5 separate regions of the Mus musculus genome follow, and regions 1, 3, 4 and 5 are each linked to region 2. A link is a contact called in public Hi-C and promoter capture Hi-C data. All regions are on one chromosome and are shown on one strand. The core of a region is the stretch at or near the end of the contact, and the rest is flanking DNA. Distances in the headings are between cores, read along the strand shown.

Region 1 (5,324 bases), core at 217-2,716, 290 kb before region 2:
GGAGACGGCTGAGTAGGTAAAGGTGCTGGCTGCATGCCGACAACTTGAGTTTGATTCCTGGGACCCACATGGACAAGGAGAGGCCCCACTACCACAAGTTGTTCTGTGGCGTGCCCATGTGCGCGCACCATACACACACACAAATAAACGTTATTAAAAAAATTTTTTTGGCCTGTATGAGATGCCATCTTCCAATTGAAGTCTGCCTCTCTGTCTAATGTCCCCTACTGCTTTCCGGATCGCAACTCAGAACTGAGCTTGACCCCACCCCCACCCCCCAAGGAAGTTTCTACTCTGAAGGGCAAATGCCAGGGACCTATTTTTCATTCTAACAGAAAACAGAGTTGGGGCTGGCTAACAGGCCCACGTCCAGGAAAAATAGAATCTGTGATCCTCCAGCTAGGAAATTTTCATCACACTTGCCCGTTGGTAATAATGGCATTAATCTGAGGGCAATAAGCAACGAAGAAATGAGGGTGCAAATGTAGTTTAGTCACGTACATCAAACCTTCACTTCCATCTCCAGCCCCACCCATGCCCAGGTGTGCTGTAATCCCAGTTCTTTGGAGCCTGGGGCTTGGAGACAAGATGGAAGCAAAGTCTACTCTTTTGTAGCCAGGATCTGCTTTGGACCATCCCTGGAAAATTTTGAGGGGAGTCTGCAAAGTATTTGTTCTGGAATCTCAAAGGCTCCAGGTCCCCAGGTCTTTGATGTTCTGACTAGTCAGACGCTTGGCCATCTTGAGCTGAGATGTAAGAAGTCTGCCTAGCCTGCTTCTTATAAAACCTAAAGGGCACAGAGTTCTCACGGAGCAACCTTGGTTCTCAAGCATCCAAACTAAGACTAAAACTCTTGCTCTTGGTTGATGTTGGGCATGGATTGATCACTGGAACTTAAACCCCAGAGGTGGGGGCCAGGGAAAGGTGAAGTACACAAACCATTCTGCTGTGATTCAGGTCCCTGGTACCAAACATAGTACATGACCCCTGACCCTTGCCCTAAAAACCCTTACTGCCTCCATCCTCCACCTCCACCACAGCACGGCAAAGCTGGGCCCCTCCCTGACGCTCCTTGTGACCCTAAGATTGTGTTTGGGGTTTGATGGATGTTCTGTTTTGTTACCAGGGTCTTGCCATGTAGCTCTGGATTGCCTTGTAGACTAAACCGTCCTTAAACTCCGTGTTCTGGGATTAAACTACTATCATGTCTAGATGGCCTGAAGATCCGTCTGCCCGGCTGTCAATCCATCCACCATTCTCTCTCTCCTTTTCTCCTCTTTCCCTCCCCTCTCCCTTCCTCTCTCCTTCGACGCATCCCCGCTGCGGCGGCTGCGCAGTGGAGGGTTAAAGCCTCCAGCTCTAGAAATCCGGAGGGAAGCCCAGGAGGCGCCCAGTAACCACGCCCAATCCCGTCCTGGTCCCGCTCACTCCGTTTCCTGGGGCGGGGCTAGAGAGACTTCCGCCCTGAACCAGGAAGCGGTGCAGGGAGTGTGGTAAGGGGGCGTGCCTGCCTTCAGTTCCGAAAAGCCACAGCGTCTCGCCCGGGTTGAATTTTGGTTTTCAGATCCGGCTCAGACAGGATCCTGAGACCCCTGGCCACCCCCACAGCTCATCCCCAGCTGCAGACGCGGATCTCAGGACAAGACTGGGTTTGCTGCCGCTCTGTCGCCGCCGGGACAGGTCAGGATCCAGGCCTTGTGGCCTCTACCGGAGCTCCCAACTCCGCCGCCCCAGCCATGGCACAGAAACCCAAGATAGACCCCCACGTCGGGCGGCTAGGCTACTTGCAGGCGCTGGTCACAGAGTTCCAGGAAACCGAGAGCCAAGGTAAGAGGTGTAGCGTGGGCACGAGGGACCCAGGAGGGTTCTGACGGCAGCCGCCGCCGCACAGGTCCGACCCCAGGGCTGCTTCCCATTGCAGATGCCAAGGAGCAAGTCCTCGCCAACCTCGCCAACTTCGCTTATGACCCGGGCAACTACCAGTACCTACGGCAACTACAAGTCCTGGACTTATTCCTTGATTCTCTGTCGGAAGAGAATGAAACCCTAATCAAGTTTGCTATTGGTAAGAGTTAGGCTGCCCCCAACCCCCGTGCCCGCGCGCCTCCCCCCAAGTTATAGACTAGAGCGACTTGAGAGTCAGGCATGCCACTCGCCTATAAAACTAGCATTACGGGAGGCTGAAGCAGGAGGATGGTTGCGACTTGGGGGCCAGCCTGGGATTCAGAGTAAGACACTGTCACTAAACAAACTAGTGTTTGGGATGGGATCTCATCTAGGGCAGAGCTGCCGTGTGTGGACCACCTACCTTCTCCTCCTCCACACATTATCGGGGTCACAGCTCATTCCAAACAAGTCGTGTCTTTCTTCCTCTTAGAAAAGAGATAATAAGTGAGGAAATGGGGTGAAACCTCTTTGAAAGAAGTTTAGTTTTTTGTTTGTTTGTTTGCTTGATTTTGATTTTTTTGAGACAGGATTTCTCTGTGTAGCCCTGGCTATTCTGGAACTCACTCTGTAGACCAGGCTGGCCTTGAACTCAGAAATCTGCCTGCCTCTCTGCCTCCCAAATGCTGGGATTAAAGGTGTGCGCCACCACTGCCCGGCTGGAGCTTGCCCTTGTATTGTTTACTGTCAAGAGGTGCAAAGGTAGCTTAGAACTCCTATAGTTGGGTTATTGTAAGGCCGTTTGAATTATTCAAGGTAGACTCTTTTACATTTGCTGTGTAGGTGTGTGTTTGCATGTGTGTGTGGATGAGTGTGAGTATGCATGTGCACCAGGCTGTATGCATGAAATTTGTCAAGAGTCAGTTCTCCCCGAGTACAGTGGTACATGCCTTTCATCCCCAGTACTGGGAAGACAGAGGTAGGTAGATCTTTCCGAGTTCCAGGCCAGCCTAGCGTGAGTACTGAGTTCTGGACCATCTAGGGCTATGTGGTAAGATGTCGTCTCTAAAAACTAAGGTAGTCGTTGTTGTTGTGTTCTCCTCTTCCAGTTGCTAAGGGAAGATCTCTGTGCCTTCAGAGTAGGGCAGTGCACTCCATAGCTGGGCCGTGAGCCTCCAGCTAATGGGGAGAGAGTGCTGGGGTTCCAGATGCTCGACACTGCATCTGGTTTTCTTATGTAGGTCCCTGGAACCGAATTCAGGTCATCAGAATTGTGTGGCAAGCTCTTTTACCTACTAAGCCATCTCCTCTGCCCCATGATAGATAGTCATTATTGGGCACCCTATAAGGAAGGTACTGGCCCAGGTTCTGAGGAGATGGTGAACAGGTTGGGGATTGTATTCTGGAAGGGGAGCTAGGTGGCGAATAAAACAAGCAAAGTAGAGATAAACAGGAACTCAGATGGAGCCATAGGAGGTGTGTCACGCTACTTACGCTACTTCCATTTCAGCCATCTTGGATATGCGATGTAGACAAAGCAGCTAAGCAGGAAGCTGTTAGAGGGAAGCTGATGTGTTAGAGGGAAGCTGATGTGTTAGAGGGAGGCCGATGTGTTAGAGGGAAGCTGATGTGTTAGAGGGGAAGCTGATGTGTTAGAGGGAGGCCGATGTGTTAGAGGGAGGCCGATGTGTTAGAGGGAAGCCGATGTGTTAGAGGGAAGCTGATGTGTTAGAGGGGAAGCTGATGTGTTAGAGGGAGGCCGATGTGTTAGAGGGAGGCCGATGTGTTAGAGGGAAGCTGATGTGTTAGAGGGGAAGCTGATGTGTTAGAGGGAGGCCGATGTGTTAGAGGGGAAGCTGATGTGTTAGAGGGAAGCTGATGTGTTAGAGGGAGGCTGATGTGTTAGAGGGAGGCCGATGTGTTAGAGGGGAAGCTGATGTGTTAGAGGGGAAGCTGATGTGTTAGAGGGAGGCCGATGTGTTAGAGGGAGGCCGATGTGTTAGAGGGAGGCCGATGTGTTAGAGGGGAGGCTGATGTGTTAGAGGGGAAGCTGATGTGTTAGAGGGAGGCTGATGTGTTAGAGGGAGGCTGATGTGTTAGAGGGGAAGCTGAAGTGTTAGAGGGAGGCCGATGTGTTAGAGGGAGGCCGATGTGTTAGAGGGGAAGCTGATGTGTTAGAGGGAAGCTGATGTGTTAGAGGGGAAGCTGATGTGTTAGAGGGAAGCTGATGTGTTAGAGGGAGGCCGATGTGTTAGAGGGGAAGCTGATGTGTTAGAGGGAAGCTGATGTGTTAGAGGGGAAGCTGATGTGTTAGAGGGAAGCTGATGTGTTAGAGGGAGGCTGATGTGTTAGAGGGAGGCCGATGTGTTAGGGATATTTTAAGTGAAGAGGCGGATGGAACAGAAACTAGAAATTAGAGGGATTGGCACGGGAGCTTTGGATCTAGGTCGTGGGAAGAAGTTGAGCATTTAAGAACAAACAAGTTCTTTCAGCACATTAAAAGGTTCTTTTAAAAATAAACTTTCCTCATGTAGTACAAAAGGAACCCTAGGTGCACTGAGAAGGAAACTGTCCGTAAGAGTAACTCAGGGCTCAGTGATGGAGGACCTGTATCATGGTGCATGTACCACGTGCCTAAGGCTCTGTGCGTCCGTCCTCAGCATTGCAAGGAGATAATTCCAATATTGTTTAATATTTAGCTATGCAAAATTTCCTAACAATGCCCTAAAGAACATTCTTTTTTATTAATGAGGAAGGACAGGGCATTTGAGGTCTCACTGTGTAGCCCTGGCTGGTCTGAAACTTGTCTGCCTCATGGGTGCTGGGATTAAAGGTTGTTCCACCATCCCTGGCTTTCAGAGGATACTTTGTAGAGTAAGTTCCTCTGCCATGTGGCTCCTGAGGATGGCGGTCAGGTCGTGAAGCTTGGTGGCAGGTCCTTTACTCATTGAGGCAACCTGCAGACCCAAAGGGACATTTTTTGATGGTTGGTTTGTAACTAGGATCCAGTGCAGGACCTGCATATTTCATCTGACTTTGTTCCTTACAGAGACCTCTTTATGTTCCAAATAAACGTTTTATTTTATAGCAAGTTGAGAAAACTTGAAGAGACTGGGAGTGTAACTCAATAGAGTGTGTGGTGGTCTGTGCCTGTAATCCCAGCATGCAGGAGGTAGGGACAGGCAGACAGAGAGCTCAAGAGCCACCTTCAGCCACATAGCAAGTCCAGTTCTGAGCCACTCAAGACTCTTTCTCAGCAAAGAAGAAAGAAAACGAAAAAAATCCAAAGATAAAGAGTTGCCACACATTCACACCCTCTTTTTCCTGTTCTTAACTCCTCGCACTGGTTTATCTGCTATAGTTAATGAGCTGGCATTGATACATCACCACTAGCAGGTCTTTATTCATAGTATTCATATGACCTTTGGTTTTTCCCTGAT
Region 2 (5,493 bases), core at 1,984-4,483:
GTACCATGGGAGGACTACCAAGAACAGCAACAATCTTGGAGCAGAGCAGAGCCTAGCAGACCAGTTGTGTGTGCTGCAGAGCCAAAGCTGGAGAATTGACCCATGCCCTTTGGAAGATCCCTAGTGAATCCCAGACACTTGGATATTGAGTTGTTTATACTGATGGAGTTTGGTTTTGCTTTGTTCAGACGGTGCCTGTGCCTTTTTTTTTTTTTTTTTTTTGGTTTGTTTTTCAAGACAGGGTTTCTCTGTGTAGCCCTGGCTGTCCTGGAAATCACTTTGTAGACCAGGCTGTCCTCGAACTCAGAAATCTGCCTGCCTCTGCCTCCCGAGTGCTGGGATTAAAGGCGTGCGCCACCACGCCCTGCTGCCTGTGCCCTCTTGAAGGGAGAAAGTATCTATTTTTTTATTTGTTTTGTTTATGGAAGCCCACAGCTGAAGAGTCTTGAACTTTTAAAAAAGATTTTGGATTTTTAGAGAGAAAGGATATTTTAAAGAGAATGAAGTTGTTTTTGTTTTTTTGTTTTTGTTTTCTGAGGCAGAGTTTCTCTGTATAGCCCTGGCTGTCTGGAAGTCACTAAATAGACTAGGCTGGCCTCGAACTCAGAAATCTGCCTTCCTCTACCTCTCAAGTGCTAGGATTAAAGGCATGCGTCACCACTGCCCGGCCAAGAATGAAGTTTTTTTTTAATATTTATTTATTTATTATATTTAAGTACACTGTAGTGTGTCTTCAGACACTCCAGAAGAGAGCATCAGATTTCGTTATCGATGTTTGTGAGCCACCATGTGGTTGCTGGGATTTGAACTCAGGACCTTTGGAAGAGCAGTCGGCACTCTTAACCACTGAGCCAGCTCACCAGCCCCGAGAATGAAGTTTTAATGTGTTTGAATTTGTAAGGACTATAGGGTATTGGAGGTTATTTATGTTTTATATTTTGATATTGGTAACATGCCATCTTGGGGATAAACAAGAAAGGCAAGGTTCTAACTGAAAACTGATGTGTTTGTGAGTCAAGGGCTCAGTTGTATGGGCTAGACTTTTTTTTTTTTTAAAGATTTATTTATTTTATTTTATGTGTATGAGTAAACTGTAGCTGTATAGATGGTTGTGAGCCTTCATGTGGTTGTTGGGAGTTGAATTTTTTAGGACCTCTGCTTGCTCTGGTCAACTCTGCTCGCTCAGTCCCTGCTCCCTCGCTTGCTCACTCACTCTGGCCCAAAGATTTATTTATTGTTATATATATATAAGTACACTGCAGCTGTCTTCAGGTGCACCAGAAGAGGGCGTCAGGTCTCATTACAGACGGTTGTGAGCCACCATGTGGTTGCTGGGATTTGAACTCAGGACCTTCAGTAGAGCAGTCAGTGCTCTTACCCACTAAGCCATCTCACCAGCCCCTGTATGGGCTAGTCTTATGTCAACGTGACACAAGCTAGAGTCATCAGAAAGGGGGGAAGCTCAATTCAGAAAATAGCCCCACAAATAACTTTTTACAAAAACAATAAAAATAAAAAAATAAAAAATTGCCCCGTAAGATCTGGGTGTAGGCAAGCCTTAGGACATTTGGGTGAGGGCCTACTGTGGGTGGGGCCATCCCTGGGCTGGTGGTCCTGGGTTCTGTAAGAAAGGCTGAGCAAGCCCCGGGGAGCAAGCCAGTGAGTGGCCCCTCCCCATGGCTTCTGCATCAGCTCCTGCCACCAGGTTCCTGCTCAGTTTTTCTTGTCCTGACTGAGTTCTTATCTTGACTTCCTTGAGGATGAACCAAAGTGTGAGCTGAATAAAGCCTTCCCTCCCTCATGCTTCTTTGATCATGGTGTTTTATCACAGCAAGCGTAACCTTAACTAAGGCAGGATTCCCCAAGGGCTCCAGGTTTTGTGGAATGAAGTAGAAAGACCCCAGACCCAGGTAACTAACCAGTTCTGTGCAACAGACAGGGAAGCAGCATGGGAAGGGAGTGTTTGGGCTAAAGTTTCACACGGGCATGTATTTGCATATTGGCTGGGGGTTTTGTTTGTTTGTTTTGAGACAGGGTTTCTCTGTGTAGCCCTGGCTGGCCTGGAACTCACTCTGTAGACCAGGCTGGCCTCAAACTCAGAAATCCTCCTGCCTCTGCCTCCTAAGTGCTGGGATTAAAGGCGTGTGCCACCACTGCCTGGCTGCATTTTGGCTGTTATTAGCTGCAAAGAAATGTAAAAGCTCAGAGAGCTACTGAACAAAGTACTCCAGCATGTTTAAGACTGTAGTGAGTCCATGTGGCAATGAGCCCTGAAAGTGGCTATGTGGCTATCTCCATCATGTTATGAGCATCTATGGTTATGTGGAGAGATTTGGACTTCTCCATCTGTAGTGATAAACTACAGATGTTTGTGTTGAAGGTTTGTGCCAAGGTTCTATGAGTGTTCAAGGTAACAGCTGAACTGGTTTAAACAGAGTTAAATCAGTAAAATGGCTTCTTGTCTAGCCGAAAAGAGGGATTGTAATCGCATGATTAAATTCATTATTATAAGGAAGGGGCTCTTTTTTCCCAGGACCAGATATGACCCTTTCTGACTTCATAAACAGAAAAAAAAACTTTTTTTTTTTTTTTCTAAAAGCAACCCTTCCAGACTTAGATCTCTGGGAAAATGGAAGTAAATACTGACACAGGCTTATTTTGTTTTCCCAAGAGAGGGTTCCCAAGCGATTTCTCTAATTAGTCTAGAAAAAAAAAGTTGTTTTCAAGCTTGTTTTTCCTTTTAGATTTCAAATGAACTGAGGGTGAAATAACAGTATTGCTTTAGATTCTCCAGCTTTGGTTGGTCCATAATATTAGTACTGAGGGACTTTTAAAGATTAAGGAAGAATTGAAGAAAATACAGATAAGGCGATTTTTCAAGGGCCTCATTAAAAAATAATAAAGGGCAGAAGGTATCACCTGACCATGGCTCTAGAAAAATTTAGTGGGTAAACTAATGGGGAGGAAATTGTATGATTGCCTCTAGTCTGGTTCTATAGCGCTAAAAACGCGGGAGCTTCGTGCCGGAGATAGGACCCAGGCTTCCCCGGATCGCTTTAGAGTAACAATCACACAATTCCGCCAGGCTCCCGGAGGGGCGGTGGAGGTTACAGCTGAGCGCACCAAACAGCCAATAACAAATCAGAATCTTCCGCCTACCTCGAATTTCAACCAATCAGCGTCGGGATCTTTGGCTTGTTGGCCTGCGCGTCTGTTGCTGGGGGAAGGCGGCAAGCCTCCTCAGAGTTGCCCACAACGGACATGGCTGCGGCCCCTGGAGGCGGGGAGGTGAAGTGAGGAGGGGGCAGGGAGGGGTGAGGACGCGGGCGAGGAAGACCGTCCGAGGGGGCCCCGGTAAGTACGAGAAGGCCCGCGGCCCGAAGTGGGGAGCAAGGGGGCGTGGGGCTCGGCCTGCTGCGCCCTCTGAGTTCCTACCCGAGGCGAGGAGCGCCTGGGGTGTGCACCTAGCAAGTGGCACCAAAGGGGGTGTCTCTCTGTGCTGGAGGAGAGGGGCCGGCCGGCGCCTGCCTGCAACTCCGGGCCGGCTCCTTCCCTCACGTCCTCAAGGGTTTTTTGGTTTGTTTGTTTTCGTTTTCTCATGTCCCCTCTCTGTCCTGGCTTGCCCCTTGCCGGGGTCCCACGTCAGAAATAAAGGTTGTGTCCAACAAAGAACCCTTGGCCCAGGTCCGCCGTGGCTGGGCCCCGGGCCAGCGACTGCCAATCCTGATGCCACGAGTGTTTATTTGTAGGCCCCTGGGTGTCCCCGGCCCAAATAAAGGCGGTTTTCTGCCACAGCGCGCGCTGTGCTCGCCGCCCGGAGTGGACGGGATCTCTGCACCCGCCCGCCTGCTAGACACTGCGAGGGACTTCCAGTTCAGTGCAAGGCTGCGATGTTGCAGTTGGGGCGTGCTTCCCCGATTTTAGAGTCACATAAAGATGCTTCGGAAGCCAGCGTAGCACCACAGCCTTTGCAGTTCTGTAAAGCAGTTTCCCTGTTTTTTCCCTACCGCGAAACCCTACAGTTAAAAGCCTTGGGGGAAGGTTCAGTACCTAAAGCAACAACAAATAAGAGTGACGGAGGGAATAGAAAAGTTTGACGGTCACTTTCAGAGTCAGACCATTGTACAGTGTAGGCTCATCCTGGAGAACGAATTAGCAGTTCAGACAGAGTCCCCGGACACTCTGCAGTGGAATGTCACCGGCTGTATTCGCTGTCACTTCTCTCTTGGCAGAATTACAAGCAGGGGAACCTAGAGTCTGGCGAGCACTGCATTAACAAGCTACCTCTTTGATAATCAGTACCCCCAGGTAGTTTGAGAGGTAACTGCCCTTGAACGCCCGCCTCTGCACATTCCACTTGGTATAAGACCTCAATAGATGGTTAGAAGACAGGCAGGAGGCTGGCCAGGCCACAAGAGGGAAAGAAATCAGAAAACACTTGACATTTCTATTTTAAGTGGCTAGGAAGTGCCAGCTCCCAGGGAAGAGAGTCAACCTCAACCGTTTGGAAGGCTTACCTCCTGAAGAACGAATTAGCAATAAAGGTCACAGTCCTTGTGCTCCTCCCTGCTCCTTTCCCCTAAATTGGACTCCAGAATCAATTTCTATACAGCAGTCAGATGCTTACTGCCGACACGCTAGGTATTATTTAACCTGTCGTGGTCAGTGAGCTGGAAAGACCTTCGGGGCCTCTAAGGACACCCCTGATTTCCGAGTGAGAAGGCTCCTGGTCTCCCACTGCACCTTGCGGTAACCGGTAACCCCGTGTCGGTGGTTTTTATTCCGTTGCTATTGTGTCTGTGTTCTGTTCACTGCGCTGTCTTCCATGGCTGAAAAGATAAGTTTCTGTAATAGGGTTTGAAAGTCTAGTTTGCAGGCGGGCTTAAGTGAAGTAAAGGTTAGGCCGCTGCAGAATCGGAAAGTTTTCCTTCCAGAAGACTCAGCCATTGTGGTTTGGTGATCAGGGGTTTGTATAATCATCAGCTTGGCCTGCGGCTGCCGGCTTGGTAGTAAACAGTGCTGGTCACATGGTGTGGGAAGGAGGGAAAGGGCCAGATTTCAACCCAACCTTGACGCTCTCTCCTCCCTAACCCTGGTACATCTCACTATGGAGTTGTTTTTGGTTTTTGTTTTTTCAAGACAGGGTTTCTCTGTGTAGCCCTGGCTGTCCTGGAACTCACTTTGTAGACCAGGCTGGCCTCGAAGTCAGAGATCCTCCTGCCTCTGCCTCCCGAGTGCTGGGATTAAAGGCGTGCTCCATCACTGTCCGGCCACTGATAGAGTTTTAACATAATCGTGTGATCTCGGTTTTTATAATTTCGGGATCCACTGGAAGAAGACTCTTGTGCTAAGCAGCCTTCCTTTGCGGGAAGTTCTCAGAACCTACCGGGAAACGAGGAAAGACGTTATTGATGAGAGACACAGAGGCGTATAAACCTGCCCTGGGCTGCAGCAAACTCAAAAGACAGCAGCACCGCTTTGGGAATGTTAGGC
Region 3 (5,395 bases), core at 872-3,371, 510 kb after region 2:
CTTTCCAATAGTCACTTTATCAAAGGACAAGGCTAAGTTTATACTTTTATGAACTGTCCCAACTGTTACTATTTTCAGACAGAACTAGAGGGCAGTACTGGTAGGGAGTCTCAAACCCAGCAGATTGTTCTAAATGCTGCCTCAGAGGTACCCACCTGGATCTCACATGCAAGGAGACTCCAGTTATAAATGTCAGGTTCTAACTACACAGCTATATGCCGCAGCCAGTGCTTGCCAAATTTACATCTTGTAACGCTCAAAATCTATGATCAGCACAGTGTCAACCAAGATACGCCAATTTCCATTAAAAAAAAAAATCCAAGTTTTTCTTTTTCCTGGGCATTCTAACATGTAGTAAGAACAATAATACCAGAGCAAAAAGCAAAGTACGAATCCACGAGAATTTACATACACACACACACACACACACACACAAAGTGCATGTTTTATTTCAGAAATTCCTCTAAACCACCTCCATTTGGTATGCATCTCAAAAAGCCACAAGGGACTCCAACAATAGTATATGCCTATTATCTCAGCATCAGAGGGGACGGCGGGCGATGAGAAGCAGCTCAGGGCCAAATTGGGCTACACAGCCAAACTCTGTCTCAGAAACCAACAAACCAGCTGGAGAGGGCTCAGTGGTTAACAGCACTTCCTGCTCTTCTGGAGGAATCCAGGTCGGCTCCCAGCACCCACGTGGAGGAACTAAACATCTGTAAGTCTAATTCCTGGAGATCCATATGTTCTTCAGGCCTTTGTGGGCACCAGGCACACATGTGATACACAAACATGCAGGCAAACACACACATAAAATAAGATAAAGCAACATTTAAAAGTATTTAAAATAACACGTTAAAAAAAAAAAGCCACATGCTATTAGAACCACACAAATGATATATAAGCTAATACAAACCAGAAAATGTTTCCTGAGGGTTGGGAAGACTGCTCAGCTGGTAAAGGACTTGCTGTTAGCAAGCATGAGGTCATGTTGGGATCTCCCCAGAACCCACGTAAAAAGGCCATACTGTTGTTTGCACACGTAATCCCACAGCTGGGATGGCAAGAGACAGAAAGATCCCTGGAGCCCACTGGCCATACAGTCTATTCCAAGTAGTGAGCTGCACTTTTGGAGGGAGACCCAGTCTCAAAGGTAGAGAATTAGGAAGACGTTGACCTGTGACCTGCAGACACAGCACCAGCGCTTACACCTACACCCATACCCATGCGGACTTGGACACTCAAAAAAAAAAAAAAAAAAGTAACTCCTACAGTTCTTCGAGAAGAGTCCAACAAGATAAAATGCCTTACAGACCTACTTTTGAAAAAACAAAAAACTATACACATGATATTAACAAACTAAAGTAACTACTATTCAAAACAGGTAAGCAGCAGCTTTCCTGGAGAGCACTCTCCCTCCATTTTCAAAGCATCTCGCTGTTTTATGACCCAGGGTTCGACAGCTGTCCGACAACAGCTCCACGCTGAAATGTCAAGGCTGCAGTTTCCCCTCCACAGTCCGGTGGCTCAAGGTACCGACCAGGAGCTCTGTGGGGTGGGCAGGGTGTCAACCCCGGCTCAGCCCTCCAACTGGACATCTGAGGGGCACAGAGGGAACCCTGCCTACCATCTCTATACCCCTTGCAAAAACAAGCTCCGGAAAGCCAGGACGAGAGGCAAACCATGCACACGGGAATGCCGAAAGTGAAGGGCAGGAGGCAGCGGCGCACCTCGGCTCCGCAGCCCGGTGCTGGCCCCCGCCGCCTCGCCCGCCCCCAGCCCTCCGAGCGACACGTAGTCATTGCGAGTTAGGCCACCGCTCGAGGATACTCTCCAAACTCAGGCTGTCCCCGAACTCTTTGTTTGCCTTCGATCCGGCTGAAGGGCGTTCGTTTTCTTTATTCTCGTCTCCTCCGGCACTGCGTCCGCCACCGCTCCCTCCGCCGCCGCCGCCGCTGCCGCTTCCACCACCACCACTACCACCACCCGGGATCTGCTTCTCAGCAGCCATCTTGCCCCTGAGCCGCAAAGCACGATGGAACGGAGCAGGCGAGACGACCAGCGGCGAGAGAGAGCGGCACTTTCCAGGCTGGGCCGATGGTACACTGACGGACTCCGCCGCAGACCGCGGATGTCTTGGGCCTCTGTGGTGTGTTGGTGTGCGCCTGCGCCTCCTGGGTTGAATTCGTGGCTGTTGCTGGGTCTCCGCATTTCTAAGGATTAGCCTCGCTTCAAATCTACCAAGGATAGGAGGACCCGAGAAAGATGCCCACCTCATGCATCCTTGCACCCAGAGAATGGTAGTGTACGCCTTTAATCCCAATACCGAGGAGGCTGAGGCTGGAGGATTGCCTCGAGTTGAGGTCAGTCTGGGTTGCACAGTTAGACCTTATTTAAAACACACACACACACAGACACACACACACACACACACACGAAGAGGCCTCGGTCAGAAGGCAGTGTCCCCAATAGGAGCTTGAGACCCGTGGCCTCCTCTAGATCATGTGACCATCCAAGTATGACTTTTATTAATCTTTGCGGGCGAGTACACCAGGAGTCTCAGTCTTGTGCCAATCACGGCAGGTGAAAAGAAGCTGGCCGCGTAACTCAGTCTACCCTTTTGTGTTACTAAAGGAGGTTGCAAAAAAATGTATGACTCCAACCCTTCCCCCCATCGGAGTTCAGAGATCAGCTAGTGTGGAGTACTAGTTCTCCAGCAAAAATATCAAGGAAGACTGGGCCTGGGCAGATGGCTCAGTGGTTAAGAACACTGGTTGCTCTATCAAGATGATCTGGGTTTAATTTTTAGCACGAGAATGGTGGCTCAAAACCATCTAGAATTCCAGTCCCAGGGATCCAACCCTCTTCTGGCTTCGTAGTCTACAAAACACATGTACACAGACATACGTGTAGACAGAATGTTCATATACATAAAACAAAATAAAAATAAAGGTTAAGGCTTTTGAAAACAAAAAATTAGACAAACTGCTTTCAGAAGGTGGGAGGCAAAAACTAACCTCAAAAAGTGGTCCTCCGAATTACACTCACATACTGAGCTGTGAAGCATGGGCCTGCACACACACACACCTAAACAATAAGCCATGGAGATGGCCCAGCAGGAAAAAGAACTTGCTATATAAACTTTTTAAAAAAGATTTTTATTTATTTATTATTATATCTAAGTACACTGTAGCTGTCTTCACACACAGATCTCATAACAAATGGTTGTGAGCTACCCTGTGGTTGCTGGGACTTGAACTCAGGACCTTTGGAAGAGCAGTCAGTGCTCTTAACCACTGAGCCATCTCTCCAGCCCCCACCTCTTTTTTTTTCAAAGATTATACTAAAGGTGGTTTATTGGGAAGCTGCTCTCTGACTGAGTTCACAGACCCCAAGAACTGAGGCCAAGTCAGTTGCCATGAGGAAAGGGGGAGGGGAGAGGAACGGAGGCCTGCAATCCCAGGGTGCAGCTAAAAATACAAATAAATGGTGTCTTAGAGTTTCTGCTGATGTGATAAAACATGGTGGTTTGAATAGGTCTGGCCTCCATAGACTCATGTGTTTGAATGTTTGGCCCATGAGGAGAGGCACTATTAGGTGTGGGCTTTAAGGTCTCTTTGCTCAATCACACCCAGTGTGGAATTAGAGCCTCCTCCTAGCTGCCTGTGGAAGACAGTCCCCTTGTCCCTTCTTGGCTTCTCCAGCCCCATGTCAGACTGTGTGCTGCCATGCTTCCCACCATGATGATAATGGACTAAACCTCTGAACCTGTAAGCTATTCCTCACTAAATGTTGTCCTTTATAAGAGTCACCTTGGCCACGGTGTCTCTTCACAACAATGGAAACCTAAGGCAAACATCATGATCAAGAGCAGATTTGAGAAGAAAGGGTTTATTTCATCTTAACTGCTCTCAGGTAACAAATAATCCACCTCTGAGAGAAGTCAGGACAGGAGCTCAGGGCAGAACCTGGAGGCAGGAACTGAAGCAGAAGCCACTGAGGAACACTACCTACTGGCTTGCTCCCTCAGCCGGGCGATGGTGGCATACACCTTTAATCTCAACCCTTGGGAGGCAGAGGCAGGTGGGTCTCTGAGTTCGAGGCCAGCCTGGTGTACAGAGTGAGTTCCAGGACAGCCAGGGCTACACAGAGAAACCCTGTCTCGAAAAAACAAAAAAACAAAACAACAACAAAAAAAGAGTTCCTTTTAAAATATGTCAAATTGACAAAATCATACATAATATATATATGAGAAGCAAGTTGGGCGGTGGTGGGCATAGCTTCAATCCCAACCCTCAGAAGGCAGAGGCAAGGGCTGGTGAGATGGCTCAGTGGGTAAGAGCACCTGACTGCTCTTCCGAAGGTTCAGAGTTCAAATCCCAGCAACCACATGGTGGCTCACAACCATCTGTAATGAGATCTGACTCCCTCTTCTGGAGTGTGTGAAGACAGCTACAGTGTATTTACATAAAATAATAAAATAAATCTTTAAAAAAAAAAAAAAGAAGGCAGAGGCAAATGGATCTTCTAGTTTGAAGATAGGCTAGTCTATAGAGTGAGTTCCAGGACAGCCAGGACTACACAGAAAAAAAACATGTCTCAAAAAACAAACAAACACACAAACAAACAAACATCTCTTAAATATCTATCCCATTTAAATGGAAAAGATGCTGCATAACCTCGTGATATTATTATTCCTTGGCCATAAAAAGAAAGAGACTACTAACCATGTCACAGCATGGATGAACCCTGAAGACATTGTAATAAACAGTGAAAGGAGTCAGATGCCAAAGAGCTCATATTTTGTGATTCTATGTGTATGAAATGCCTGGATTGGGACAATATGTAGATTAGAAAGATAAGCACTTGCCAAAGGCTCGGGGTGAATTTTGGAGGATGCGGAGGTGGCACATAAAGTGGGGAGAGAAGTGTTTAAAACATTGGGTATCACATTGCACACAATAGGATGGCTTCTTTCCCAAAACAAACAAGAGCATAACATGTACATGTGAGTATGACGATTGTCACCCAACTCCATAAACATACCAAAAACCAAGCAAATGCTTTTTTTAAAAAAAAGATTTTATTTATTTATTTTATATATGTGATGAGTACATTGTAACTGTCTTCAGACACACAGAAGAGGGCATCGGATCTCATTACAGATGGCTGTGAACCACCATGTGGTTGCTGGGAATTGAACTCAGGACCTCTGGAAGAGCAGTCAGTGCTCTTAACCACTGAGCCATCTCTCCAGCCTCCAAGCAAATGCTTTAGATAAGTATTTAGGGGAAGCTGCTGGGGAGGAGAGAGCAAGTATATCAGTGTTCTCCTCAAAGCCCTTCAGAATCTTTTCATGTTCCTGCACTAAATGCCACTACCCTCAGACTGGAAA
Region 4 (5,287 bases), core at 2,021-4,520, 370 kb after region 2:
GTATGGGAGCTGGAGAGATGGCTCAGCAGTTAAGAGCACTGACTGCTCTTCCAGAGGTCCTGAGTTCAATTCCCAGCAACCACATGGTGGCTCACAACCATCTATAATGGGATTCGATGCCCTCTTCTGGTGTGTCTGAAGAGAGCAACAGTGGACTCATACATAAAATAAATACATAAATATTAAAAAATATTGTGTGTGTGCCACCATGGCTGGCCCTCAGTGTTAGCTTTTTCCCCTGAGACAGGGTCTCTCATTGAAGCTGTAACTTGATTTTTTAGACCGGCTGGCCAGTGTGCTCCAAAGATCTGCGTGTTAGGCCACCCCTTGTGGGACAAGTGGAAGCGTGTCACAGACAAAAACTGGGAATGTTGTATGGATTTAGGAGCCCCGGTGTTCTCATATCTGAGACCGCAGGCGTTTCATCTGCTCCTGACCTGGTTCCTTGAGTACGTGACCACGACACCTCACATGGGGATGGTGACCACTAGTCACACAGCACGGAACAGTTCTCCATGATAATCTGGATGGGCTGGCCCCAAGGATTTAGCCAATGAACCTTCCTGGACATTCCTTCCTGTTTAGTCTCTGGTCTACCCTGAGTAAGTTGTATGCATCCACTGTCACCACCAATGAACAGTATGGACAAGCAAGGACTGTCTCTCTCATCAAGAAGCCTTAGTCATATGGAGATGCCCCACCTAAGTCTCCCACAGAAGGCCCTGCAGCGCTCCAGGACACTCACCCCTCAGCTAAGCAGGACACCCTCCCCCCCAGCTCATCACAGGCCCTGCATGCATTTCCTCAGCCTGCCTCATTTCTCACCCAGGTTGGGGAACTTAGGCTACGTTGGTAACCTAACACCTCCCATCTTGTCTGCCTGAGCAGAGTTCACAACTCCAGTGTTGAAACGGAACTGGGAACCACAACCCCTAGCACTGGGGTTTGAAGCAGACACTGTGCCTGGCTTCTGTGTGGATGTGGGAGAGCCTCACTCGGGTCTTCACGCTCTGAGGGTGGGGTGAGTACAGCAGACACTTTTCCTCACTGGACCAACACCCCGGCCCCAAATCAAACATCATTGTTGAGCAGCCTGACTTTATCTAGTTCTGTCCCCCTGATACTCCAGGAAAGGATGAAACACTTGACCCACTAAGCTGACCTATGCAGTCTGCTTCCCGGAACTGAACAGGGCTCAGCCATACAGCAAATGAGATATAAAGTAAAACTCTGGCATCTGGACCCCAGACTGGGTCCCAGCGTGGGAAACTGAGGCAGATGGGTTTCCTAACTGGTTATCAGAATCACCTTTCAAATGACTCAAAGGTAGCTGGGCTATGGAGGTTTGGTCTGTTGCTGTGTATTGCAATGCTAAATACTGGCTCTGGTTGCCCCCAGGGAGAAGGGATTCTCAGGTAGACCCTAGACACAAGTGATGCTATGTAACCTTGCCCCCAAAGTTATCCCTGATTGGTGAATAACGATGCCTACAGCTGAGCAGAAGGGAGCTAGGTGGGATTTTGGTTCCCAGGCTGGGTGTCTGAGGTGGGGACTAAGAGGGAGGGAGAGAGAGAAAGTGGACACAGAAGATGCCATGGGGTTAGGGACCATGAAAACTGGCCATGAGGGCAGTCCAGCTGGAGGAAGTGTCATATCTCGGGGTTACTGGCAGAGAAGTAGACATAACAGTATTGAGTAGATATGTGCCCAGCTCTAGTGCTTTAAGGCTTTGTGACTTGTATCTAGGAGTTGAATGATCAAAGGTGAGTAGAAACCCCTGACTGAGATTAAATAATTATAACACTGGGCAGTGATGGCACACACTTTTAATCCCAGCACCCAGGATGCAGAGGTGGGCAGATCTCTGAGTTCAAGGGCAGCGTGGTCTGTATGAGTTCCAGGACAGGCAGGGCTACACAGAGAAACCCTGTCTTAAAACAACAACAAAGAAAGAAAGAAAGAAAAACAAGGAAAGAAAAACATGATTCAAAGGTGGTTATGAACACAACACACACCTAAGTCTTTTTTTTTGTTTTGTTTTTTTTTTTGTTTTTTCGAGACAGGGTTTCTCTGTTTAGCCCTGGCTGTCCTGAAATTCACTTTGTAGACCAGGCTGCACACTTAAGTCTTGGGTAGAGTTAGTAATAGTTTTAGGCAGATTTAAGGAGATGGGGCACCAGCTGGTGGCAAATGCTTTTAATTCCAAAACTTGGGAGGCAGAGAGAGGCAGGTGGATTTGTGGGTTGAGGCCAGCCTGGTCTATATAGTGAGGCCCTAATCTCTAGCCAGGCCTTGGTGGTTCCCAGCTGCACTCTCAGTTAACTGGGAGGCGGAACAAGGCAGTCCTCCATCATCCTCGTTACACAGTGAGTTCAAGGCCACCCTGGGCTAATAAGACCCTATCTCAAACAACAAAAACCAAAAAGCCAAATAATGCATCTTTTTGTTTTGTTTTCTTTTCCTTTTTTGTTAATTTTTTCTGTTTTTTGCTTTGTCTTCATTTTCTTTCGTTTTCAAACAATGCATCTTTACTACCCCATACTACCACCTCCATCCCCAAGACAGGGTTTTTCCGTGTGCTCTGACTGTCTTGAAACTCACGGTGTAGATTAGGCTAGCCCCTAAGTCAAGAGCTCCGTTTTCCTCTGCCTCCTAAACGCTGCGATTAAGTGCGTGGGCCTCCACCATCCGGCTGAGTCTCAGTTTTACAGACAGATTAAGCTATGCGTATATCACTTGGACGTTTGCTTAAATTCAGAACTACACGTCTGAGGGGCACGCAGGTCCTTCTCGTTCCGGGGGCCCACGGGGACCAAACTGGGGGAGAATACGTCGCTCCCGCACCTGTCTCCTTCACGAAATGCTCCCGGTAGGTCCGCCACCAGTGCGGGGCGCGCGCCTCCTGCTCCGCCCGGCGGCGGTACCGCTCGAAGCTCCGGTACTTCTCCAGCCGCTCCAGGTTGCTCACGTCGATGTCCTCGTTGGGCATGGGCCCGAGCGGGGGTGTCCGGCGGCTGAGGAAGGCTGCGGGCACAGACAGGGACGTCACGCAGGCTTAGGACCGCGACCGGAGCTACAGAGGCCCAAGAGCTCCACGACCTCACACCACTCACCCGAGGTGCTGAAGCCCCGGCATCTCCCAATTCCGAAAAACGCCGCACGCCACCAGGGCGCCGCCATCTTTCCCCCAGGTCGCCAAAGACGCCCGTAGGACCCAGACAGAGGTGGCCGGAGAGAAGCCTGCGCGTCCGGCGGGAGGCTCCGCCTCCATAGCCCCGCCCCGTGGGAGACCCCGCCCCCCGCCCCGCCCCGCCCCGCCCCGCGGTCTCAAGCTCCTGACGTAATGCTGAAAGTCCTGGGACCTTCCCATTGGCGCAAAGTCTAAGAGAGGTCTGATAGTGCGGGCCCGGAAGATGCCTGTTGGATCGCGCGGGGCTGAGAGCTGCCACTAGGAGGCAGCACAAAGGTACAGCTTCAAGAACAACTATGGGTTTTGACCCCAGGGATCTCACTCACCTTCCTCTGGCCCTGACACAGGGATTGATAGAGGAGGATTCTGGAGTCAGACTTGGGAATAAAACAGGTAATAATAGTGCTCGCTTCGCAGGATTTGCACCTTGGTGCATCTGTTCTCTCTTGATCATCTCCAATTCACAGTTCTAGTGCTCTCTACCGCTTTTTGACCCAGCCTCAGCCCTTCTGCCCTGGAACTCAAGTTTCCAGTATAGCAAAGCTCTACTCCTTCAGCTTCTCCCCAGATCACAAGGTGTCTGCTGTTGTTGTCTTCTCCTTCTGTGACCTGCCGGCCCCGAAGTGCTCTCTCAAGGAAGTCCTGACATCCCCAATCCAGGCCAATGACTGCTAGTTTTTTTGCTAACAGAAGTCTGACCCTTGAACTCACAGTGAAATGCAGTGAGGTCTCGATATCCAGCAGAAATGGCCACAGCTTAAATTCCACAGCACCCAGGCAGCTAAGCCTCTCACCATCACTTCTAATTCCTCCAATAGTGAGCAGCTGCTGTCTGACAAGTGTTGGAGTTCACAGGTCAGGACACCACAGCCTTGCCTTGAGGAGTTGATGGGTACTGAAGGGTTCTTGCTGAGTGTGAGGGGAACTGAACACTTGCAGGGTGTTCATATGGTCTCACTTGCTGTTTTATCCTTTTGTTTCTGAACCCTCTTATATGAGTCTCTCCAGCTCCTCTCTCTGCCCTTGTACTGCTGAAGAGTCATGGTGTCTCCACGAGTGGGTGGAGACTGCTCAGCTAGGTAGCCTGTTCTTCGTTCTGATTCTCCCTGTCTGGGAAGCTCTGAAGAGAGGATCTTGTTTGTATTTCAACTGTTTGAGAGACCTAACAAGGATTCACACATATCCAGCCTGGAAGCAATGGCTCTAACAATATTAATTTTAAATGAGCTAGGTTTTTGCTATATACCCCTGCCTACTTGGCAGTTATTTTGTAGCCTTGAACTCACGACAGTCATTTTTATTTTCTTGTATATTACATCCCAAACCCCAGTTTCCCCTCCCTCCTCTCCTGATTTCCCTGCCTTGGTCCACTCCTCTTCCTCTTACCATGGCCTCCCAAATGCTGAGATTACAGGCGTGTGGTGATACCACACTGCCTCACGTCAGAGATTTGAATTCTTCTTCACATCTTCCTGACACATGTCAAGGTCCCTGGGAGCACTTCCAGTGCCCCTCATGCCACCAGGTGCAGTTCTGCCCTCTGCTCCTTCCCCAGCAGGCAGTCTTCTGACACACTCACTCTTGCCCCCTCTCATCTAGATTGTTACTCACAGCCTCAAATTGGTGTTTGAGACAGGGTTCTCTGTGTAGCTTGGCTGTCCTGGAACTCACTCTGTAGAGCAGGCTGGCCTTGAATCCTGAGGTTTGCCTGCCCCTGTTGCCTGAGTGCTGGGATTAAAGGCATACATGACCACTGCCCAGCATCACTTTTATTTATATTTTTATGAGACAGTATCTTTCAGTGTGTCGCAGACTCTCCTAATTCTCAAGCCTACAGCCTCCGGAGTGCTGGGATCACACCTGTCACTAGCACAGCCAGCCTCCTGAGTGCGGGATCACACCCGTCACTAGCACAGCCAGCCTCCCGAGTGCTGGATCACACCTGTCACTAGCACAGCCAGCCTCCCGAGTGCTGGATCACACCTGTCACTAGCACAGCCAGCCTCCCGAGTGCTGGGATCACACCTGTCACTAGCACAGCCAGCCTCCTGAGTGCGGGATCACACCCGTCACTAGCACAGCTAGCCTCCCGAGTGC
Region 5 (5,460 bases), core at 2,152-4,651, 340 kb after region 2:
AAGGAGAGGGCTCCCAAGCTCTGTGGTCCCTCCCAGACCCTGTTTCTGAAGCCTAGCAGCTAAGCCTGCCCCTTGGTAGCAGCAGGCTGGCTACTTACACTTGAGGAAGTAATCCCTGGGGGCCTCACTCTCCAGCAGGCTGGTACTGTCAGGGTCCTGGGACTCCACATCTGCTGCAGGGGAGGGAAGAGGTGGTGGAAAAGCCATCTCTCTAGAATACCTGTGGCTGCAGGACTACCCTTGGTAGTGCCCCACCCCTGCCTGTGGATCTAATTCCCTCCTACCCTTCCCTCCTCCCAAAGCCCCCAGCCACCTGGTGACAGACACCCATATGGGGGGGACGACCATGTTCTCCTGCAGATGTGGTGCTTGAGCGCCCCCCCCCCAACCCTAACCCCGAATGCAGGGCCTTGATCTCTGTAAAGTCCATGGGTGAGTTAGAAGACTCCCCTCTGCCCCCTGGAGGCATAGCTTCAGTTCCTGGCAGGATTACGGCCCTGCCACTCTCCCTCCTTCATGCCTGGATGGACACCAGATCTGGGGGCCCGGAAGGTCCATCTGGGGGAAGTGAGTCATAATGGAGCACCCACCTTCTGAGCCGAGTTTCTGTAGCCCATCCTCATTGCTGCCCAGCCCCCGCAGCTGCTCCCACTGGCTGGCACAGGCTGAGATGAGGGTGTCTCTCACCGCTTTGACCACCTGGGAGGACTTGGTGAAGCTGAGTTCCCTGGGGGGCCCAGGCCCGGGGCCGCACCCCTCCTCCAGGGCCAGCCGTAGTGCCAGGAGCTCCTGTGCCAGACAAATGCCCAGTAAGTCTGCTGGCCACAGTGTCTCGCCACCAGGGAAGGTAGCAACTATCCTGGAAGGCCAGGTACCCATCCTGGCTGCCATTGTTTCTCAACCCCGCCCCATCTCTTCAATTATGGCTCCTGAGCCGCCCTCACCTGGAGAAAGCTGACTGAATCCGCCTCTGGAACCTGACCGAGGTTGTGCCGTGCCTTGCTTAGGCGGCTGCGCTGTTCCTCTTGTCTACGCAGGTCACCCTGGGACCGGCCCAACATTGTGGCCTCTCCCTCTTCGATGAACCCCATCACCTCGTTCTGGAAACTCTGAAGGGTGGCTGTGGCCTCGGCAAACATCTGGCTCACCCTCTCCCGCTCTGCCACAGCTGCACTCTGCAGGAGAGAGCAGAGGAGACAACAGTGAGGGCAAAGACCGGGCCTGCCCGCTGTCTCCGTCCCTGACTGCTTGTGCCCACCCAGCCCCCACCCAGCCCCAGCCTGCTCTGGGTCTGAGCCAGGTTGCAGGAAACAAGGTGTTCCTGCTTAGTGGGGACGAGCACGTCTAGAGTGGGCGGCACCACAGTGAGAGCTTGTGGTGATTTCAGAGGCCTGCTTCAGGGGTGCACAGGGGGATTGGGGTGGGCGCGGACCTTGATGAGGGCCACAGTACGGCGGGACTGTGCGATGCCGGCACCCAGTTCATCCATGCGGTCCTCCGCAGCGCTCAGGACTTTGGACTGCTCCACCTGTGGACCAGGTTTTGTGAGATTGGTGTCTGTCAAAGGTCCCCGGAACTGCATCAGATCTCAGAATTTGGGGGGCTAGGTAGTGACATTTGTGAATGAAGGGAACGGAAATGGCCGTGAAGTCCCAGAATATCCCCAAGGCAGCTCTGGCCCAAGCTGGTGCCATTTCCAAATGCCTGGCAAGGAAGCAGGTTGTGGGCATATGACAACCTGTTGACCAGAGAAGCCAGTATAGGGCCACCTATGATTCTCTATTTGGGATTGTTTTCCCCCTGGGGAAGAGGCAAAGTGTGAGAGGGTGGGGTAGGGTGTGACGTGACGGAACCAGAAAAGAGGACACTAAATAGTCCTGGGGATTAGTCTCAAAAGAGCCTTCACCCCCAATCCAGCTCTGAAAAATGGGGATTCCGGGCAAATCCCTCGGCTCTAATGAGTCACAGCTCCAGGCAGGAGAGGCGGAAAATCCCAAAGCCAGAGGCGCCAAGACCGGGATGGAGGCCAAAGGAAACTGGGGGTGGGAGGTAGCGGGACACTGGGCACATGCTCCCCACGGCCCCAGAGCATTCGGACAGAGGAGATCTGTGTGACCAGCCCAAACTCCGTCGCTCTCCTGGTGCCCGCCACACCCATACAAAGTGGCTGACTCAATTCAGGACGAATCTGAATTGAAGAGGGCATCAGCTACGGGGCCCCGCCCGCACCCAGCGACTCCTGACCCCCACGGCTTCTGAGGGCCTAATGCGGATCCCTCTCTCGCTTTACACTTACACTAATCTAGCTAAAGCGCTCTCTCTCTCTCTCTCTCTCTCTCTCTCTCTCTCTCTCTCTCTCTCTCTCGGCTTTTTGCCACTCTTTCATCTTACTAGTCCCTCCCGACTCTCTTTCCATCCACACCAGCCCCAGCAAATGACAGTGTAGACCGGAAGAGGTTGCAAAGATTCTCAGGCTAGAGGAGGAAACTAAGGCAGAGCCTATTGAGTCAGAGAGATGAAGCCCATGTAAAGGCAGGAGGAGAGAACCAACCCCACAAAGTTGCTTCCTTCATCTCCATGTGCACAGCCATAATGATAAAACAAATATATAACAGACACACCCGGATAAGAGTGAGGGACTAAATAGCTCTAGTGTCCCTCCTGTCACCCATCTCCACGTGTCGACTCAAGGTGCCCCACCTCCTGAAGCGCGCGCTCCTGCTCCAGCGGCACGAGCTCGTGGCCGCGATGGTCCTGAGTGGCACAGGCCTCGCAAAGGCACACACGCTCCACGCGACAGTAGCGCTCCAGAGGCCGCAGGTGGCGCGGACACAGGCTCTCCTCAAGTCGGCGCAGCGGGGGCACCAGGCGGTGGCCGCGCAGGGCGGGGCTGCGTTCGTGGGGGGCCAGATGCGCGGAGCAGAAGGAGGCGAGGCAGGAGAGGCAAGAGAGCGCGGCGGGCAGGGCGGCGCCCTCGGGGCACGCGTCGCAGCGCACCGGCTCCTCACCCGCGGGCCACTGCTCCGGCGCGCAGGGAGCCGATGGTTCCGGAGCCGGAGGTGGTGCGCTGGGCGCGGAGGGCTCGGGCGTGGCGCCCCGGGTCGATCCTGAAGCCGGGGCGGACATGGGTCCCGGGACCGAGCCCTGGCGGAGCTGCAGCAACTCGGACAGCGTGTGGTTCTTGCGGAGCTGCAGGCCGTCGGGGAAAGGCTCCTGACAAAGTGGACAGCGAGCTGGACCTCCGGAACCACCGGTGCCGCCCGCGCTCCGGTGCGGCCAGAGAGCGCCCAGGCAAGCGAGGCAGAAGTTGTGGCCGCAGGGTAGTGTCACCGGCTCCCGGAGCGGTTCCAGGCAGATGGGGCAGCTGAAAGGCCCGCTGCCGTCCATGGCTCCGCCGCTACCCGGGCACCGCCTGTGCTGCTCCCGCCTGGGAGGGACCTGGGACGGTTCGCGCCCGGCACCGCCCCTTGGGACCCTGGCCAAGGGTCCGGCCCCCTCCTACCCCTCCGCAGCTCTGCTCGCCCCAGCGCGGCTCGCCACCGCCGCACCCACCGGTCAGCAGACGCCGCGAGGCCGGCCAGCCCTCCAGGGGAGCACGACCCTCTTGAGACTTCTACCCAGCGTGGGCGGAGGCGGTGGGACTGCCAGAGGATTGTGAAAAGGAGAGGACCCGGAGCGAGAATGTGAGGGGATTCATGGGGAGGAGGCTGAGAGGACATTCGATCCTCCATCCTCTATCCTGGTCAGCCAGGTGCCATGGTGGGCGTGCACAGCCATGTAGCCAGCGCCTTTCCCTCCAGACCCCTCCCAGGTACAGTTAGCCAAGTTCCCTGAGTTGCTGACATACAGAAAAACTTACTGCTGGTATGTGTCTGTTTTGACCTCTTAGCGACTGTGTTTACCCGCGCTGGGGAACTTAGCCTTGTCTAGATCTGAAATGGGAAGCTGACATCACTTGACAAATCCCTTGTCTGAGGAATTTACTTCCGTTCATGGATACTCGCGGGTGCCTGTAGTTCCCCAAAAGGAGACACTGGTTAAGGCCTGCCCAACTATGCATTTAGAACAGTGCGTCTAGTTGCAAGGACTTGTGCTTGAGATTTAGTCTCTGTATGTAGCCCAGAGTGACCTAGAACTCTTCATCCTCCTGCCTCAGCCTCCTGAGTGCTGGGATCACAGGCTTATGGCTTCTTCGTGTTGTTTCTGGGATAGGTCTTTCTTACATAGCCTTGGTTAGCCCAGAGCTTATGTTGGCCTTGATTCCCATGCCTCCACTTCTCCAGTATTGAGATTCCAGGTGCAGGCCACCATGTCGGGTAAACTGACATTGTAATAATGCAATAATGTTAAGCTTTAAACTATGTAGAATCAAATTGTCAAAATTATTTTAGTAGTTATTTTATATGCGCACACTGTTGCTGTCTTCAGACACACCAGAAGAGGGCGCTGGATCCCATTACAGATGGTTGTGAGCTACCATGTGGTCAGTGCTCCTAACCGTTGAGCCATCTCTCCAGGCCCTTATTATTGTTATTATTATTATTATTATAGAGTGGAGCCCACAGTTGGTAAAGTGTAAGGGCCTGAGTTAGATTCTAGCCCCTGGTTAAAGGCTGAGCATGGTGTCCAAAACCAAACGAATAAACAAAGTGGGTGGAATAGTGTTGTTACAACCCTCGATAAAAAAATAAGCATCCATGTGCCCATGTGATAGTTACCTGTAACTATCAGCAGAATCCCAAATAATTCCTGTAGGCTCTCCAAAGTGACTCCTTGTCTGTGTGCTAAGCACGATGGCTTCTGAAGGCACCGAGCGAGCGAGCACTCTCTCAGTGGGAACACTGACACAGCTTACCCAGACAGTCAGAGTGATCATCAGCCATGGTCAGCCGTACCATAGCATGGAGTCTTTGATGATGGGATGGGACGGGGTGACAAATGAGCTACCTTGCTCATGTACCTACATGTGCCCTCCCAAGTGCCACCATCACATCTGTGTGTCACCATGCCATGGTGTACACGTCCATTTGCGAGGCTGTAGACAAGGCTCATCCGTTAAGAGCACTGGTTATTTCTGCTGAGGACTCAAGTTCAGTTCATGTCACGTCATTGTGCTTACAACCACCTGTAACTGCAGTTTAGAGGGATCCAGCGCTCTCCTCTGGCCTCCGAGGAACAGTGCACGCGGTGAATTTAAAGGCAAGCAGACAAACGCGCCTGCGCATAAGAGAAGGCAAACCAACACTTTTAGTTAACATAATGGAGTCATGGAGGCAGTTCTTCCCACGGTAGCTGGCTAATCTCCAGCTGCTGAGAGGGTGTTGGTGCACCCACGTCTTTAATCCCAGTACTTGGAGGCAAGTGGATCTCATTAAACTTGAGGCCAGCCTGGTCTGCAGAGCTAGTTTCAAGAATAGCCAGGGCAACACAGAGAAACCCTGTCTCGAAAAACCAAACCAA

Evidence for each region. Promoter capture Hi-C pulls out the DNA fragments that hold promoters and counts their contacts. Hi-C and Micro-C count contacts between places; a contact is called where the count stands out from the background.
Region 1: a contact with region 2 is called in a promoter capture Hi-C map of pre-B cells, with 4 times the contacts expected there. The contact joins the promoter of Armc7 here to the promoter of Tmem94 in region 2. A contact is called at or near these places in 5 of 39 promoter capture datasets (cranial neural crest, erythroid cells, liver and 1 more), 1 of 115 datasets of contacts at active chromatin or transcription factors (pro-B cells) and 2 of 9 other capture datasets (adipose tissue and liver).
Region 3: a promoter capture Hi-C map of liver shows a contact between it and region 2, with 2.3 times the contacts expected there. The contact joins the promoter of Srp68 here to the promoter of Tmem94 in region 2. A contact is called at or near these places in 5 of 39 promoter capture datasets (the C10 cell line, hippocampal neurons, liver and 2 more).
Region 4: a contact with region 2 is called in a Hi-C map of B cells, with 5 read pairs. The contact joins the promoter of Mrpl38 here to the promoter of Tmem94 in region 2. A contact is called at or near these places in 2 of 39 promoter capture datasets (both in liver), 1 of 484 Hi-C or Micro-C datasets (B cells) and 1 of 9 other capture datasets (pancreatic islet).
Region 5: a promoter capture Hi-C map of liver shows a contact between it and region 2, with 2.4 times the contacts expected there. The contact joins the promoter of Trim47 here to the promoter of Tmem94 in region 2. A contact is called at or near these places in 1 of 39 promoter capture datasets (liver), 1 of 115 datasets of contacts at active chromatin or transcription factors (pancreatic cancer cells) and 1 of 9 other capture datasets (pancreatic islet).

What each region holds. Positions count from the first base shown.
Region 1 is chr11:115,474,201-115,479,524 of GRCm38.p6, forward strand. Armc7 (armadillo repeat containing 7) reads left to right here and starts at 1,467. Exons shown (of 3, transcript NM_177778.5): 1 at 1,467-1,827; 2 at 1,922-2,065. The coding sequence starts at 1,737. Slc16a5 (solute carrier family 16 (monocarboxylic acid transporters), member 5) reads left to right here. Exons shown (of 4, transcript NM_001080934.1): 4 at 1-198.
Region 2 is chr11:115,762,200-115,767,692 of GRCm38.p6, forward strand. Tmem94 (transmembrane protein 94) reads left to right here and starts at 3,234. Exons shown (of 32, transcript NM_028014.3): 1 at 3,234-3,354.
Region 3 is chr11:116,272,096-116,277,490 of GRCm38.p6, forward strand. It overlaps Srp68 (signal recognition particle 68), which reads right to left and starts at 2,122. Exons shown (of 16, transcript NM_146032.3): 1 at 1,831-2,122. The coding sequence starts at 2,011.
Region 4 is chr11:116,135,598-116,140,884 of GRCm38.p6, forward strand. Mrpl38 (mitochondrial ribosomal protein L38) reads right to left here and starts at 3,271. Exons shown (of 9, transcript NM_024177.3): 1 at 3,114-3,271; 2 at 2,845-3,024. The coding sequence starts at 3,180.
Region 5 is chr11:116,106,834-116,112,293 of GRCm38.p6, forward strand. It overlaps Trim47 (tripartite motif-containing 47), which reads right to left and starts at 3,402. Exons shown (of 6, transcript NM_172570.5): 1 at 2,701-3,402; 2 at 1,433-1,528; 3 at 945-1,175; 4 at 591-789; 5 at 99-170. The coding sequence starts at 3,387.